Linked DNA regions of Mus musculus: region 1 is linked to region 2. Evidence: chromatin contacts called from public Hi-C data. All regions are on one chromosome and are shown on one strand. Each heading gives the region's core, a stretch centred on a gene start, on an enhancer-like site or on the middle of the called end of the contact. The rest is flanking DNA. Distances are from core to core; before and after follow the strand shown.

What was found. Hi-C and Micro-C count contacts between places; a contact is called where the count stands out from the background.
Region 1: a contact with region 2 is called in a Hi-C map of regulatory T cells, with 3 times the contacts expected there. The contact joins the enhancer-like site here to the promoter of Fbxo11 in region 2. A contact is called at or near these places in 13 of 39 promoter capture datasets (the 3T3-L1 cell line, 3T3-L1-derived adipocytes, the C10 cell line and 7 more), 3 of 15 datasets of contacts at CTCF or cohesin (CD8 T cells, the G1E-ER4 cell line and pro-B cells), 41 of 484 Hi-C or Micro-C datasets (the 63-12 cell line, B cells, the Ba/F3 cell line and 28 more), 13 of 115 datasets of contacts at active chromatin or transcription factors (the 230-238 cell line, CD8 T cells, the HPC-7 cell line and 8 more) and 2 of 9 other capture datasets (adipose tissue and liver).

What each region holds. Positions count from the first base shown.
Region 1 is chr17:88,110,346-88,114,682 of GRCm38.p6, forward strand. No RefSeq gene overlaps it. Among named protein-coding and RNA genes, the nearest start is that of Gm4832, 13 kb to the right of the region's middle. Within about 2 kb of position 2,101, at least 139 of the 459 cell types and tissues checked have an H3K27ac peak or open chromatin away from gene starts, as enhancers often do. A contact at or near this core is called in the 230-238 cell line, the 63-12 cell line, B cells and 29 more, where this site is marked.
Region 2 is chr17:88,063,036-88,067,310 of GRCm38.p6, forward strand. It overlaps Fbxo11 (F-box protein 11), which reads right to left and starts at 3,010. Exons shown (of 23, transcript NM_001081034.3): 1 at 1,974-3,010. The coding sequence starts at 2,217. Gm45950 (a long non-coding RNA gene) reads left to right here and starts at 3,090. Exons shown (of 2, transcript XR_385899.1): 1 at 3,090-3,532.

The sequences.
Region 1 (4,337 bases), core at 851-3,350, 46 kb after region 2:
TCCATGTCAGACCTAGTCTCTCTTTCTTCCTTCCTCCCTCCCTCCCTCCCTCCCTCCCTCCCTCCCTCTCTCCCTCCCTCCCTCCTTCCTCCCTCCCTCCTTCCTTTCCCCTCCCTCTCTACCTCTCTTTCTCCCTTCCTCTTTCCTTCCCTCCCCCTCTCCCTTCCTTCCCCTCCCTTTCTCCCTCCCTCGCTCTGTGTCTTTCCCTCTCTCCCCTCCCTCCCTCCCTCCCTCCCTCCCTCCCTCCCTCCCTCCGTGGCTCCCCCCTCCCCCATCCCCACCCTGCTGCCTGAGGATCAAGATACAATGTCCTCCCTACTGCTCTTCTGCTCCCCACAGTGATATCCAAGGACTCGCTCTCTGCAACTGTAAGCAAACTTGCAACTAAGTTCTAAGAGTTTCCTTGTCATGGTGTCTCTTCCCATCAAGAAATCAGCAACTAAAACACAGCTGAAATGACTTAACATAACTTTAAAAACGTAAAAGTTCACTTATTTTATGGGTATGAGGGCTTTGCCTGCAGGTATGTGTGTGTGTGCCTGATGGCTACAGAGGTAATACACAGTACAGACATTGGCGCCTCTGGAACTGTAGTTACACATGGTTACAAGTCACCCTTGGGTGCTGGGAACTGAACCTGGGTCCTCTGCAAGAACAACAAGCATTGTTAACTGCTGAGCTCTCTCTTCAGCCTCTGATTTAACATACTTTTAAGAAAAGGAGAGGAAAAAAATATGCTTCCATCTAAATTGACTTATTTTAGAAAACAAAACAAAACAAGACAAAAACCCTAGGCATTTCGAGAGCCATCTGGGAGAGCCAAAGGAGATGCTCATCTCTCAGCCTTTCCAGTGTTCGTCCTCTTGGCTGTCCACCAAAGAGAGCAGGACGGGACATCAACCAGCAGAAAGCTGAGGTTTAAGTGTCCCATAGCTGTGATCAATCCTCTGCGTTATTTGTTTTGGAAAGACTAAAATCTGAAACGTTTCGCATTAGAGCACGTTGCTGCGATTTCCTTCTCTCCCCCACCCCCTTCTTTTCATGGGGAGGTGGGAGATTTTATTTTAGTTAAATGTTTTTGTTTTTAAAACTATGGATGGAGGAAAAGAAAATGCTTTGCTGGCGCACAGCAGACTTTCCCATAAAACTGTCTTTGGCCATGAACTAAACACAACAGACGTTGTGCCAAGAGGGGCTTATGCCTTTCCTTTATTTCTCCTGCAAAGGAAAAAAAAAAAAAAAAAAAAAAACCAAAAAACAAAACCCAAGCACAGGATCAAAATTAAGCCCGAATGAAAACCACATTTCCAACCCCACCAAGGCTTCTATCCTACCTCTCTCTAGAGTCACTTAAAGCGTTGCTTTTATAACAATCACAAGCTGGGCAGTGGTGGCACATGTCTGTAATCCCAGCAGGTGGGAGGCAGAGGCAGGCAGATCTCTGGGAGTTCAAAGACAGCCTGGTCTACAGAGTAACTACCAGGACAGCCAGGGCTACACAAAAAAGGAAACACTGTCTCAACAAAACAAAAACAAACAAAAAAACCCAAAATCAAACAAAACACCAAACCCACCTTAAATAGCCAAGTTATGGGTCTTTTCACTGTGCTTCCAGAGCAGTGAGCAAGAACTCTGTGAGATGAGATCACTACCGTGTTGAGCAGGCGCAGTAAAACCACCTAATTTGACTGGTAGTTCCCAGGCAGCCCCATGAGCCACAGCTGCTGAAAGCTGCTGTCTGGCAGGTACTTGACTACTCTGGTGACTTCTACGCTGGTAACTTGTGCAGCACGAAGGTCCACTGGCTGGCAGTTTCAGCTCTAGTCATTGAAACCAGAGACTTGGAAAACTGGACACAAGAAAGCCACTGCATTGGCTGGGACAATCCTCTGTCCAGACAAATCCCATAAAGTGAATTACATGACTTTTTCTGGAGAGATATCAAGAAACATTTGTTCAGCCCAGATACAACAGTGACAGGCATAAACAAGCTATTCCACTCACCCCCCCGGCTGGTGAACCCATGAACTTACTGGGGTCACATACGAGAGTATGAGTTACTCGTGGGTGCACGGGTGACTCAGTAGGAAGTTCCACCCCAGCAGGTGTGGCAACACAGAAAGCTTTGTCACCAAGTTTCACCCAAAATGGGCTTTCCAGGGTGTATTCTACCCACCTTCCCCCACACAGAGTTCCGGGGCAGGGTAGAAGTGGGGGATGGGACTTCCGCTGACCTCCTACCCTTGCTCCCATCAAAGAAAGTCCTTAGCTCTGTCCTCATTACCCTGAATTAGCTGTCATTACGTTCTGCTTGTTTTCTTGGCATGACTGTGGGTCTGAGGTCCCCTATAAGTCACCACAGCCATTTTTGCTCCATAGCTACAGGTGGGAACATTCTTTTCTACCTGAGATAAAAGAGCTGTGCTGGTGGGATTTAAGGAAGACAGCCAACACTTTGCCAGAAGTTGCAATTTAAAATTCAGACATATTCTCTCCACCTTTAGGCTTGAATTTCAATTCCTTTATTCTAGAAAATGAAGGGTTTTGGATATATTATAGGAAATAATATTTACATTCATGTGGTTACATATCATCTACATTGTGAATATTCCCATTATATTTAAACTTCATGGGGATTAGGAAAAGATTTCCTAGGTATAAAAATAATAGGAGTAAGGTTAGTAAGCAAAATCATGAATACACTTCATTTCATAAAAATGTAATACTTCTCTACAGCAAGAGAAACTATAAATAAGTCCAAGTCAGATGATACATGGGAAAGTACTTATAACATGAATAAAAGGTTAAAATGCTTGCCAATGAGGAACTGGCACATAGCAATCAGGAAAAAAAAAATAGATGCTACTATTTCACTGTGCAAGCGCACAAGCCTGGTGTGGCGCTGTGCGTCTGGAATTCTGTAAAAGATGTCTTGCCATTGTGAGGCGCTGGGCAGATCATTATTTGTTTAATATACAAGGTATCTGAGCCCCTCTCTGCCTGACTGGATCACATACGTCTAATTGTAGAAGAGTAAACCACAAAGTACTAGAGAAAAGGGCCCCAGAGGAGCATCTGTACATGCTTGGAGTGGGCAGAGATGACGTCAGCAGGTCTTATAAAAAGTACCAGCCATTTGTGACGGCACTAAAGGTCTTAAAACTTCTGTTAATGCAGCAATACTGTTATGAGAGTGAAAAAGAGGAACTTGCAGAGTGGACGGAGATATTTCCATACCGTTCAACGTAGTGGGTATGAAAATAAGCAGACCTGAGCAGATGGGGAGAGTCATATCAAAACCACAAAGGGAGGACTAAATAACGGGTCCGTGCAAGCACAGAGAATATGCCTGTCACCAGAATAGCTAGAATCTTAAGGTCTGAGAGCACCAAGTGTTGACACAGAGCCACTGCAACTTCCACACCTTGCAGATGCAGAAACTGTTAAAGTCACTTTGGACAGTTGACAATATCTATGAAAGCTAAACATGTGGGGCCCAATCATTCCACTTCTAAGAAACTCTCAGAAGTAGTGGGCATTTATTTCCCAAAAGATACTTTATAGGGAAAATACTAATGGGAAACCACCCAAGTGCTCACCATGGGGTGAGTGAGCCATGACATCTTCACACGGAACAACCCACAGCCGCATCTAACGCATGAGGGACTGTTATAAAAAGGACTTAGTGGTGAGGATACTGGGTAACGCCATGCTAGAGCGCCGACCTAGTGTGGCCACGGCCCTGGGTTCTACTCCTAGCGCTGAAATTTAGGGAAAAGAAAGAGTTCGTTCATTCCAACCCCATTTATAAGACATTTTTAAAAGTTAAAAAATATTATTTTTCACGTTTGTAATATTATAAATCACCTGTTCTGAAAACTGTGTTTAGCAAATGGAAATATGTATCAAGATTTCCAAACGCCAATTGGGTACACACCTTTTACTCTCAGCACTCAGGAGGCAGAGGCAGAGGAATCCAAGTTTGAGGCCAGCCTGGTCTACAAAATACAAGAGTTCCAGGATGGCTAAGGTTGCCCTGTAAGTTGTGGTTGTCCATGCTTAAGGGAGAATTATAGATACTCAACAGATACTCACGTAGATTTATATTTAAATATATTTATACTAGGGCTATCATGACAATAGCTTGTGGGTTAAGCATCTATAACAGAGAAGTGGTAACATACATTTTACTTCCTAACACAGAAGACCGCTACAGCTCGTGTGTGTGTGTGTGTGTGTGTGTGTGTGTGTGTGTGTGTGTGTGTGAAGCCCGAAGTGCTAAGTGCACAGTTTTGGGTGTTGGGGCTATTTCCTCACAGAGAATTGCCTGACCCTGC
Region 2 (4,275 bases), core at 1,760-4,259:
CAGAGCAACAACCCTGGAGTGCACATTACTTACCAATGGTTAAGTACGTAATGAAACCACAATTCAAGAACATCTTTGTCAGCTTTTGAACAACAATAAAAAGAAAACTGACACTCTGGCATGTGACTATCAATGACCAAGATGCAAGCAGAAACAGACTTTGGTAACTAATAATTTAGAATAAATGAAGAAAATGCCCAGGGTCTATCTCAAGTAGAGTGGGAATTATAGCAAGTGATGAAACAGGAATGCAGACTAAACATTTAGAAATACACGATGGGAGTTAATCGAGTTTGGCTGACACTTTGGGTGATGTGCTTCTAGTAGATCAGAGCATCTTTACAAGGCTTACTCTGAGACCACGTCAGTAACATTTCAAGGGTGCTTCTTTTCCCTCATGTCAATTCTACAAGACCTGGTAATCTGAACGGAACATCGGACAACTCCGGTCCGTGGAAGTGAAAGGTAACATGAGACAATTTTTTTAATTTGTCAAAAATTAGTGAATGTACCAAAGAATCATTAAAACAGTTTTACCAACCATGTTGCAAAAGACTCCTAGCCGGTTTGAAACATCTCTCAAATAACATACAGCCAGCTGCTTTCTCAAAGACTATTGTAACAGTGACTAAGGCAAACCTTTTAAACTGTTTTTCTAGCAATTTCCTTCATCTGATAAATATTTTGATCAAATACAATGAAGCAGTTAAAGAATGTACAATTTTTAAAATTATATTTAAACGGAGTCTCAATCAAAGGAGGTGTGACAACCAACGCATGTAAAAATTACCCTTAATCCGCCAACCAAAACACGCAAAATGTCTCCTAACAATTCTCCTCTTTAAAACAACCATACACAAAATACCGTGCTGACTTACACCCCGCTGCAAGCAGCTCATTAATAAAGAGACTAGTTATGTTTGGAGATCAAGGTGCAACACTCTCATCTCACAAACCTCTCTCCACGTAACCACATCATTCAAGCAAAACCGAACATTATTTTTGCTAAAGCAAGAATCCAACCCCAGGGAGCCTCAGCCCTTAGACAATGGTGGTTACCAGACAGCGCAGCACAGTTGGGTCCAAATGACACATTTCACTAGGCCTTGGTCACAACACGCGCGCGGGCGCGCGCTCGTCTACATACAGCTACACACACGATCCCAAGGGGCCCGTTCTACGGCGAGGGTGCTCAAACCCACCCGGAGACCGAGGGGAGCACCGTGGCGTAGTGGGTTGGAGAGGAAAGGGGGACGACACAGCGGAAGGGTAACTGCACTGCACACGAGGGAGGGGGCTGGAAATGGCCGATAGCTTCTATATTTATTTATTTAAAGGTATTGATTTAACGGGTTCTTCCCCGGGGTTCTGTAACTAAAGGCAAACTGTGCAGCAAAGATGTTGTGGTCGAGAGAGGGGCCGAGGCTCCCCCTGCCCTGCGACCTGGAAGGGGGCACGCAAGTTCCCCAGCCAGCGCGGCGGACCACTCCGGCGCTCCTCTCCCCCTCCTCCAGGGCAAGGGGGAGCCCACAGAGAAGGGGAAAACAAGTTCCCCGGCCAGCCTCACCGCCCCACGCAGCCAGCCGTCCCCCCACCTACCACGAGAAAGGGGGAGCCCAGATCGAGCCAGGCGCAGAAAGGGGGGAAATCCCACCCTCCTGCCCGCCCCCGGCCGCGAACAGACTCCCGTGGGGTGGGCGAGCCAGCCGGGAAGCCCCAAGGAGGGGTGGGGACGGAGGGTGCCAGCCCCGAAACCAAACAAAGCGCGGCCTGAGCCGCAGCCCGGGCGGATCGCGCAGCCGCGGCTTTTCCTGCCGGCCAGGCCCGGCCGGGCCGGGCCCAGGCGAACACTGCGGCACGGTGGGACCCGCCTCCGCTCGGCCTCCGTCTCCCACCCCGGGCGCGCCGCCGCCGCCGCCGCCGCCCCCGCCCGGCCTCCCGCCCGCCCAGCCAGGCCCCGAGCGCGGCCTTACCCCTCTCGCCGGCGTTGTTCCGATCCTGAGGCGGCGGCGGAGGCGGCGGGGGCGGCGGCGGGGGCTGCTGCTGCGGCGGCGGCGGGGGCTGCTGCTGCGGCGGCTGCTGGGGCGGCTGCGGCGGCGGCTGTTGCTGAGGCGGCTGCGGCGGCGGCTGCTGCGGGGGCTGCTGCTGCTGCTGTTGCACCGGGCGCGGCCGCGACACTCGCCTGGGTCTCCGGTTGGCGGCTCGGACGGAGTTCATTTGCCGGGCTGAGGTGGCGGCGTTGGCGGAGGGACACACACACTCACGCGCACACGCACCGCGAGCTCCGGGGCCGGGGAGGAAGGGGGTGGGGAGCGGGAAGGAGCGGGGCGGCCGGGGACGCGGGGACCGGGGGGCCACCGGGCGTGAGCTTCCCCCGGCTCCGCGGGGAGGCTGGGGGCACCACCGGAGCTTGAGCGAGGCCCGCCGGCCGGGCCTGGCGCACGGGCAAGGCCGAGGCCGCCGGGCGGGGCGGCCGCGAGGGACGCAGACAGAGAGACGGGCCGGGCAAGAGAAAGAAAGAAAGGGCGTCCGTCCGCCTGGGGAGCCCGAGGCGAAGCGCGGCGGCGGCCGAGCAGACGAGCCGGGCCCGCCGACTCCCGAGCGGCGTCTCCGGCAGCGGCGGCGGCGGGGGGAGTGGGCGGACGGGCGATCTCGGAGAGGGCGAGCCGAGCGGGGCGGGAGCGCGCGGGGGGCGCCCGGCTCCTCCGTTCCTCGTCCTCCCCCCACACCCCCTGAAAGAGCGCCCTGCGAGGAATTTTCTCTTTCTTCGGCCTCTTCTCTCTCCTCCGCCCCCCCCACCCCCACCCTCGGCGAAGGGGAAATGAGTGTAAAAGGGAGGAGATAGGGGCAAAAGAGGCGTCGTCGTTCCTCCTCCTTAAAGGAACCTTCCCTCCTCAGCCCCAGCGCCGCCGCCGCCGCTGCCGCTGCTGCTGCTGCCGCTGCTGCTGCTGCTGCTGCTCCGTGGCAGGAGGAGCCATTGACACCGCCGGAGCCTCTCCGCTCAAGCCCTGTCGGTCCCTCCCCGCCGCGGGGCTGGCCGGGGGGCGCGGGGGGAGGGCCGCGAGCCGGCGGGGGAGGGGCGGGGGCGGGGACAGAGGGGGCGTGGATTCCGGCGGGGCCTGACCAATGGGAAGCGCCCGTACGGTGTCGGAGCCAATGGAGCCTCCTCTCTTATCGCGGAGCCCCCTTCCTCCAACACCCTGTTTCCTCTCTCGGGTTTCCTCCTTCCCCGACGGAGGAGGAGGAGGAGGAAAGAGGAAAGGGGGGAGTGTGGCAGGGCGGGTGATAATGGGGAGGTATCAGGGCATATAATGGAGCCGGGGGTGGGCGAAGGAGCGGCAGTACGTAGCGAAGGTTCTAGGATAGGAGGTGCTCTGAAGGAAGGGCGGGGGCTGCTGATGCAATTGGGAGAAGTGATTAATCCTGCCTTTTGCCGGTTCAGCCTCCCTCCACCCCAACCTTCACCTGGTTCTCTTAAACGCCACAAGGAGTGAGGGACTCCGTCTTGGGTAACTCCGGATTTCTGGGCTCGGTAGGTTCAAGCTCTCAGCTGTAGGGAGCGCTCCAGGCTCTGTGCGTTTTTAGTCCAGCTGAAGGGATTTATTTGCAAACCTTAAGAAATCTTGTTTCGGCTCTGCTGAGAACTTAAGAGAGAGTCTGGAGTCGGTTCCAGCTTTTGTCGCCCAAACTTTCAGAATGTTTTAGATCTTTAACCAAGTTAGTTTGCTTTAGGCTTTTTTTTTGGGGGGGGGGGGGGGGCAAGTGGTCTACATGGTGTTCCGGAAGAAGTAAAATAAAACGGGTGGAGGTTGTGATGGATTATATTGGTTTTGTTTTAGGTCCCACGAAGTCAAGAAAGATAAACCCCCGAGAGGAATAATCTTTTGTATCTGTGTCTGGTCCCCTTAGCACAATCTCTCCCCAAGGAAAATGTGTTTCTATTCCCTGGCCGCCGTTATGAAGACTGAAAATGTACTCCGCTCACTATTCCTTATTGCATAGCTAGTGGTTTATCTCTGGATTCCCTCATTTCGGAGCTGTCAGTGATTTTCTACTTGAATTTCATTGATTGCTTTCTAGGCTTAAGATAGATAAAACATTACAAAGCTTCAGAAAGGGAGGGAGAAAAGTGAATTCTAAGGGACGCACAGGAGAGGTAAGTCTACGGTATTGTGCTATGTGTAAATTACAGATTTTTTTCTTTTTTTCTTTTTTTCTTTTTCTTTTTTTTTTTCTTTTTTCTTTCTTGGTTTTTTGAGACAGAATTTCTCTGTG